3 separate regions of the Mus musculus genome follow, and regions 1 and 2 are each linked to region 3. The links are chromatin contacts, called in public promoter capture Hi-C maps. All regions are on one chromosome and are shown on one strand. Each heading gives the region's core, a stretch centred on a gene start, on an enhancer-like site or on the middle of the called end of the contact. The rest is flanking DNA. Distances are from core to core; before and after follow the strand shown.

What was found. Promoter capture Hi-C pulls out the DNA fragments that hold promoters and counts their contacts.
Region 1: a contact with region 3 is called in a promoter capture Hi-C map of pre-B cells, with 3 times the contacts expected there. The contact joins the promoter of Dnajc15 here to the promoter of Tpt1 in region 3. A contact is called at or near these places in 2 of 39 promoter capture datasets (liver and pre-B cells) and 1 of 9 other capture datasets (liver).
Region 2: a promoter capture Hi-C map of pre-B cells shows a contact between it and region 3, with 4 times the contacts expected there. The contact joins the promoter of Akap11 here to the promoter of Tpt1 in region 3. A contact is called at or near these places in 1 of 39 promoter capture datasets (pre-B cells), 2 of 115 datasets of contacts at active chromatin or transcription factors (astrocytes and extraembryonic endoderm stem cells) and 2 of 9 other capture datasets (adipose tissue and liver).

What each region holds. Positions count from the first base shown.
Region 1 is chr14:77,873,618-77,876,464 of GRCm38.p6, reverse strand. Dnajc15 (DnaJ heat shock protein family (Hsp40) member C15) reads left to right here and starts at 1,548. Exons shown (of 6, transcript NM_025384.3): 1 at 1,548-1,667. The coding sequence starts at 1,566.
Region 2 is chr14:78,535,464-78,538,172 of GRCm38.p6, reverse strand. Akap11 (A kinase (PRKA) anchor protein 11) reads left to right here and starts at 1,313. Exons shown (of 12, transcript NM_001164503.1): 1 at 1,313-1,461.
Region 3 is chr14:75,843,900-75,846,648 of GRCm38.p6, reverse strand. Tpt1 (tumor protein, translationally-controlled 1) reads right to left here and starts at 1,393. Exons shown (of 6, transcript NM_009429.3): 1 at 1,193-1,393; 2 at 959-1,032; 3 at 256-446. The coding sequence starts at 1,220. It overlaps Gm4285 (predicted gene 4285), which reads left to right and starts at 1,685. Exons shown (of 3, transcript NR_045294.1): 1 at 1,685-1,875; 2 at 1,992-2,098; 3 at 2,667-2,749.

The DNA.
Region 1 (2,847 bases), core at 299-2,798, 2.0 Mb before region 3:
GCTGGCTCACTCCTGTCTTGCTCTAATTGCTTGTTTGCTCCAGGCTAGCAGCCTATGACTGTTAGGGTCCAGCTGCTAGGATACATCATTAGCCTCCCTTAGACTGTAACTCCAAGGACTCGGAGACCTTATTTGTTTACTTGATGCTAAAGGCACAGTCCCCCAGCACTGTACCCAAGACCTGACATATGCTCAATAAATTGAATACACTGAACACATGGATGATGAATGCATGATATGTAGGCTTCAATCCAATTCATTTGGTTTGATCACGAATAATTGTGGATTGGCTTAATAAAGTAATTTATGTAATAAAGCCGTGTTTCTGAAGAGTTCTGAAGTATTTTTAACACATTATTACATATCACCGGCTCAATTCTTGGTGTTTATTTCCATGTGGAATTTGTGACCCCTTTCTTCTTCTAACTAAAACAAACCCCATGCTCCCTACTGACCACATCAGTGGCTGAGCCTCCAAGGAAGCCTTTGTGGCTGTTCTCGTTTCTCTCTGTGAACTCTGACACTGATTTTGCTTTCATTTGTAGCTAATCTAGCATGCTTGCTCGTGCTTTTAGTATATGGTACTAGCATGGTGTTTAATGTAATCTTTCCTTCCTGATTCTAAATTCCTTCAGGCCCTAAGCATGAGAATAATAATATATGGATAAATTAATAGGTTCTTACAACTGGTTTTTTGTTTGTTTGTTTGTATGGTTTGTTTTGTTTTGTTTTTCAAGATAGGGTTTCTCTGTATAGCTCTGGCTGTCCTGGAACTCACTTTGTAGACCAGGCTGGCCTCGAACTCAGAAATCTGCCTGCCTCTGCCTCCTGGGTGCTGGGATTAAAGGCGTGCGCCATCACGCCCAGCTAGGTTCTTACAACTTTTAATGTAAAAAAACAAAACAAAACAAAAAAACCAAACCCCAAAACAAAAAAAAACCTTCTTGTAGGCTGGATTGCAAAGTGTATAAAGGGTAAAACAGCAGCCAACTTGGTACAGGGGTTAGAAAGCGTATTAGCTTCAGTTATTGCCTAATATCTGTTCGAGAAAGCTTGACCTAAACATTAATAATGAAGTTAAGTCTTTATGTATTCAAATTAGTCAAAATCATTTGCTGTGAGCGCAAGTTAGTGGATCATCAGTATCTTCCCAGTGATTTCACTAACATGTGAAATCACATTCATTTCTAGTTGGGAAGGTCAAGCAAGGAAGCCCTCCCTGGCCTTGTTTCTATTCCCAGGCACCATCGCGGTACTTTGGAATCTCTCCCTGCCTGGTTTTAGAGGAAACTCAAGGTAGACCTAAGAAGGCCCCGCCTCTTCAGGCTTGGTTGTTATAGTGGAGGGTGGCACAAACAAACAAACAAGGCTCTGTAAGGGTCTGACCCCGGGCTTTGACAGGGTCAGTTTATCGGAGATGGAATGAGAACCAGATTCTCTGCAGCCAGGTCTCCACTAATAAAACTGAACACCTACTCAGAGCGCGAACTTAACCGGTCCGCACTAATTTGTCCCCGCGGACGCCCCGTAGACAACTCAGTGCGTCCTCGGAGTCCTGCAGTGCCATGGCTACCGGTGGCGGCGTGACCTCCAGAGAGGGGCTGCGCTACGCCGAATACCTGCCTCCTTCTGCCCAAAGGTCGGACGCCGACATCGACCACACAGCGGTGAGTCTGCCGGCCGCCACTGACCTGCACCCCTAAACCCCAAGACCTCCCACTCCCACCCCCTTGCCCGGCTGCCTGTGCCCGGCGTGGTACCTGGCTGTCTCCTCAAAGTGTCACGGACCACAGAACAGGCCCACGGTTATCCAGTGAAGAGACCCATGGGTTCCCCCTGGGCAGAGGGGGCCCGGTGGAGCCAGGAGCCTCCCTTGGGGAAAAGTAGTTAAGAACCAGGGCGCGAAGCTGCGTGAGAACAGTTGGGACCTCTAGCACCCCCAAGTCTGGAGCAACTCAGCCTAGATCCGGGCAGAAAATGCTTGCGATTTATTGAGGCGGCTTCTTTCCTTCCACCTTGTGGTTCCTGAAGATCGAACTCAAGTCAGCCATCACCTCCACTGACCGAGTCACCCCGCTCGTTCACATCTGTAGGAGAGTCTAGAATTCAGGACATAACTTAGGAGGTCTCTTTAACAGCCAGCCTCAGGAATGCTAAATTGTGGGAGTCTTCACCAGTTCACGCCACTGTCCTTTCTATAACAGAAACAAAAACAAAAACAAAACAAAACAAAAAAAAAAACCAACTTTCTTGTGATATCCTGACATGAAATTAAAGTTTCTAAAAATCAATATAATAGTCAAATTGAAACGTAACGGTGAAGTAAATATCTTCTTAGTAATAAGTAGCTGTTTGAATTTGTAAATGCCTTCACGTTATTTATTATATTACAGGCTGCAATGAAGTGATCATATTGCCCTCGCATTGCAGCAGTTGTACATGGGACAGCTACAAATGCCAAGCCGGCAGGATTTTATTTTTTAAAAGGACTCACTGTATTTCCTACGCTGGCCTGGAGCTTACGATTCTCCTGCTTCAGCCTTCTTACTTCCTGGCCTATCAGATATTGGCATCCTGTTGTTATTTAAAAAAATTTTTTTTTTCCCAAAAAAGCAAACACTCTGAGGTAAATTGTTAGAAATGTCTCCTCACTTTGTAGGGTAAGTTCACTTATGGAAAATTAAGCCTGTACTAAAACAGAGTAGAAGTATAAATGGTTGAAAGTTCTTAACAAAACAAAGATGGCCAGAAACTGGTTATTCACCATTTAATGTCACTGGCATCTTGTAACACTTGGAGAGTTAGGGATGGTTTTTTATTCCTGGTTGGCCAGCCTTGCACATGATA
Region 2 (2,709 bases), core at 64-2,563, 2.7 Mb before region 3:
TTGGAAATTGGTTCTCACAGGATTGTCTTTTACCTGGACGAGTTCCTTGTTGTTTCAGCTTCCGTAAAATTCACTCTCTACAGGGAAGAGCTTACTAGTTTTTTGTTTTTTTTTTTAAACTAATTGTTATTGTTCCCCCCTTTAAGAGGTCAAAGCTTTTCATTGTAGACTAAACTCCCAGTTCTTTTCTTGGTTGATGAAGCAGTAAGGGATCTAGCCTCTATTATCATCCCAAGTTTATTTCTTGTTATTCAAATGTGCTAGATTAGATCCGGATTTGGGGCTTGTGAATTATTCTACTTTCTGCTAGCGATGTAGGGCTGCTATCCAAATCACTGCCTGAATCTTTCCTCCCACAAGGGCACCACCCCCAAGCAGTGGCCCAATTGTAACCACCACCATCAGATGATGATAATCTGCGAGTTAACACCTACAGATATCCACCCCCTCCCCCAACCCGGCCCCAGCTCTCAACAACCTAATCTATTTGTCTTCATAGTGTTCAATAGACAACCTGGAATTATGCCTAAAACGTGTAAGGAAAGCAGCCAAAAGCTGTTGAAGAGAACGAAGATATGACTGTACTCTTTCTTGTCTCTCTCCCCTAAAGAGGATAAAACAAATAAGGAGCATCTACTTCAAAATGTCCTTCTCATCTCTCGGCCAGTTTGAGGACCGTATGTCCTTGAGGAGACCATGCAACATGACTGCACCGATTCCTCTGATTTAAACAGGAATCACACAGCTTGTCACCCAAGGCTAGGCTTCTTGGTGGTCAAAGCCTTATTTTCCAATTTCAATGGCCCGTGGGGTTGGGAAGTGCACTGCCCTTTAGACTGACTCCAGAGGTTCCGATTGGGCCCAAGGCTTCCTCAGTGGTTTCCCCTGATGATGTTGGGAACCGGGCAGACCCATTCTGAAGGATGGGCTGTGTCTGGACCCCTGATGTCGTGGGCTGCCACTGGCTGTGGGAAACCAGCCCCAGGAAGGTCTAAGGGTGGCGGATGGGATGCCAGCATCCTGGGCTCGGGCGCTTGCCAGAGGAAAGGGTTAAGCCGTTCCCAAGGCAACGCACCAGGAAGCGCGCAAGACGTCAGCCGAGAGTTCGTAGGTCAGCTCGAGGTTTAAAGCTCCCACGGGCCGAGGGCCGCCTGGCCAATGGAGAGGGCGCCTCCGCGTCACGTGACGGGCGACCCGCAGCTTTGCCCTCCAGAGCACGTGGGAAGATATTTTCCCCCCACCCCTTGTTCCTTTTGCGCGGGCTCGGCCACGGGGTCGTTCTCGCGAGAGGTGCGACGGCTCTCGCGAGAGTGAGTGGGCGGCGTGGGGAGGCGGCGGCGGTGGCGTCGCGGGCTGGGGCGGGCGAGGGGGAGCGCCGCTGCGCTGCGGCTCGCGCCACCGGGCGTTGCGGGCCGTGACGGGAGGCTGACATGCCCGGGAGCTGAGAGGCTGTGCCGCCTGGTGAGCGGGGCAGGGAACCGGGAGCCAGAGGGCCGGGTCCAGACTGCGGCCGGGCGCCGTGGCCTCGCTGCGTGGGGCGCGGGCGGGAGGACGGTGCACTTTGTCCTCCGCAGCAGCATCCTTCCCTGTCAGCGTCCGAACCCAGGTCCCCGGCGCTGCCCTAACCCCAGATGCCGCTGTTTGCATCGCTGTCACGTCGCCTCCAGGCTGGCCAAGCATCCGAATTGCGCTATCAAATAGAAAATGGGCTGGCCAGACCACAGTGACAGTACAGTCTAAACCCCTGGTATAGCTTGGTGACAGTCCTTTAGCTCTGCCTACGGTCTTTAAAAAGAAAAGAAAAGAAAAAAAAACCCTATTAGTTGGAGGTGGCTTAGCTTTAGGCATTAAGGCATTTTGCGGTGAGCAATACTGCTGAGACACATCGCTAATGGCCTTGGCGCATACTGGAGTTAATATTCGCAGTTCTTTTATAGCCTTGTGATTATCCATTTGCTTCTAAATCGCTTGTTTTCCTTTGCATCTTTCTCACCTTGTTAGCAGTGTTATTTATATTGGTACTCAATTTTGTTATGTATGAAAATATATAAAATAAGGGCATCAGGAAAGATGGAGTATTTATTCATGCAAAGGTGATTTTGTTTTAATGTCTTTGTGTTTGCTTGGTGTGTGTGTGTGTATGTGTTGGTGTGTGTGCTGGTAAAAGGCAGCCTAGTATGATTGATGTCATTTTCAATAGTCCCACCTAATCTTTCAAACTATAGAAGCATTTTTTTCAAGGAATAACCTGGTTATTCATACTTGATTGTGTTTTCCAGGCAGGATTGTGAATCATAGGTTGGCAGTAAATTAAGCAATTAGTTGTGTAGTTAGTAACTGACTTATGAGGGATGAAGGGATATGAGGGAATTGGGGAAGACGTGGGTTTATAAGCTGAGCTGTGGCTAATGTAGATAGCTACAGAACTGCTCAACTGATCTGCCTGGAAAGGAATTGGCAGTATATACTCTGTGCCCAGTGATGTTTCTCAGTTGTTGAAGATTCTGAAGTTGGAGGCCCAGAACTGTAGTGAGAGATTTGCTAGCCTTCTCAAGCCTCTGAATTCCAGGGCTTCGTCAGGGAAACAGAAGAAAATCCTTTGGGAGAAAGGATGGTACATTTTATTTTAATTCCAAAGACTTAGTGTCTGGGAAAGGAACTCAGCCAATTCCGATCATAATGCAGCAGGTTGTGTAAAGGGAAATTTCC
Region 3 (2,749 bases), core at 144-2,643:
CAGTAAAGTAAGAATATAAGCTCCAATAGGTAATGTCTTCTAGCAAAATGATAGTTTACTAGGTGACAAGAAACCATTTAAAAGAATGTAATTCCTATATTACCTTTAAAGTAACTTTCTACCGGCTTGCTCACATTATTGAAAATCAACCTTCACTGTATAACAAAAGACCCTCCTTTCTTAAGCCCTTCCTACCTAAGCAACCAACTTCTTCTAGGAAGCTGACCACCAAAACGGGGTGTTTATGTCACTTACGATTTCATGTAGTCTTTGATGTACTTTTTGTAAGCCTCTTTTGTGAAGCTGGTTTCTTGTAAGTGATGGTTCATGACAATGTCAACACCGGTGACTACTGTGCTTTCGGTACCTTCGCCCTCCGGACCTTCAGCGGAAGCATTTCCACCGATGAGCGAGTCATCGATGGCACCCTCTGTTCTACTGACCATCTACATTTAGAAGAAAACAAAACAAAACAAAAAGACAATACAACTTAGTCGAAGGGGCAAAAAAAAAAAAAAAAAAAGAAAAAAAGAGAAAAAAAAAAAAAGGTCCGGCAACGATCAGTCAGCTCCCTGAAACATCTTAACCTCCCCCCAAATAGTCGCTGCCCGGACTGAGAGAGGTGGTCACTCTCATCAAGCGGAACCAAGTTGCTGTGGCCTCTCTCGAGTCGCCACGGGTTAAGCGCGCACAGCGCAAACCTGTCTTATAGACAATATGTCCCCGTTCGCCCGGAAAGAGGATGGCGCTGAGTTCGCGGACCTATTTCCAGGCTCGGCTCCGCCTCCACTTTTCTAGAAAAACCCAAGGTCCGCAAGAGCGTCTCCTCCGCCTGGAGGCGGCAGCGAGGATTGCACGAGTTCCAGCGGCCTCCCCGCGGCGCCCAGCCCAGCCCGGCCCGGCTCGGCCGACCCGGCAGGCAGGCGGCCAGCCTCCCCGCGCGCGGCGCCCCGCTCACCTTGCCCTCCACCTCCAGGCACAGCCCGTCCGCGATCTCCCGGATCTTGTAGATGTCGGAGAACAGCTCGTCATCTGAAAGCGAACAGAGAGAGCCGCCCGTGAGCGAGCGAAGGCCCGCCATTTCCCGCGCCGGGCTCGGCGCACGCGGCGGCTCCCGGCCCAAGCTCTGCGCTCGTGTCCCCGGCCTCCCCGGTGCCCACCCGCACCCAGGCCCGCGGGCGCCGGGACTTACGGCTGATGAGGTCCCGGTAGATGATCATGGTGACGGCTGGGGACGGCGGCGCTAGCCTGACAGCGCGGAAGCGAGCGCGGTGCAGCCGGAGCGGCGCGCGGGGGGAGGGGGGAGCGGGCGGAAAAGGCCGACGCGGGCGCTCCCCAACCTCATATAGAGGGCACGCTCGGCTACGTCACCGTCCGCGGCTCCCCCGGAACTGTCGTCAGCGGTGACGTGAACGCAGGGCGGTGCGGGGGCGTGGCTACGCCCGGCCGGCCCCGGGAGGGCATCCGGGGACTCTGCTGGGACACAATGCGGAGTGCCCCTGGGTGCGCGGGGCAACGGGGGCGGTGTGCGGATAGTGCGCCCGGGGCATGCTGGGACGGGAAGGGACTTGCGGCCGACCGATGGCCGGACGCTTGAGTCGCCGCCCGGGCGTGGCCAGGGTGTGACTGCGCCCCGCCTCCCGCCACGCCGCTTCAGTTCCCACCCCTTTCTCGGAAAGAAAATGTCAGCAGAATCGGATGACTGTTGTCGGGCGCGCCGCTGAGCCTGCGGGGACTACGGGGATGGCGCCGGGCTGGTGTCCCGGGTCTCCGACCTCCGGTCCTTGGCTGCCCACAGACTGCACCGGTTTTGCTCGCGGAGGGAGATGTCCTGGGGACTGGTCCTCTAGTGGGTTCCGAAAGTGAAAGCCTGCGGTGGGTCTGGCCGGACAGCTCTTCGCTGGCCTGTTCTGCTCTTGGTCGCAAACGGTGTCCTTTGTTAGGACAGTTCTGTATTGTCACTTTTATCCCTTTTATTCCTGGCGATGCAGGACTAAACAGACCCAAAATAAGGAGCTTCCCACTTGCCCGGGTCACTTGAAGGGCTTTCGCATCCACCACGAAGTACAACATACAACTTCCGAGACCCACCGTTCAGGTAAACATGTATGGCAGGATGAAATCACAGTTTCTTCCCTTCCAGATTTGGTTATAGTCCGTTGTAACCCTAGTGTTGCAATTTTCTCGCTTAAGAAGGACATAGCCAGCCCTGCCTGCCCTCGGACAGAAGGTTAGGTTAGTATGTCAAAGGAGAAGGCAGTTCACACTAACAAAGTGTTACAAGCACAGAGTAAACCATTCAGGAATAAAACTCTAGCCAAAGAGCAGAAGAAAAACCGTCCACTTAAGATGCGGTGGTCTGCTGCTTTCCTAGATACTCTAAAGGACACGGGGTAACAGTAAAAAAGTGAAGGACATCAGAAAACGTAGACATAGAACCGAGGGGCTATGACTTAGCAGTCTCAAAACTCAGTTATTTCTGAGTTATGTGAATCTTATTTGCACATCCCAGGTATTCATTTTCAAATTATTCAAAAATGCTCATTTACATAGATCCCCAAACATATTCTTTTTGGATTTTTCTGTTATTTTCTCCAGTTTTATGCCCAAATGTATTTTTTTAACATCATTAAAAATTTTTTTTTGTTTTTGTTTTTTCGAGACAGGGTTTCTCTGTATAGTCCTGGCTGTCCTGGAACTCACTTTATAGACCAGACTGGCCTTGAACTCAGAAATCCGCCTGCCTCTG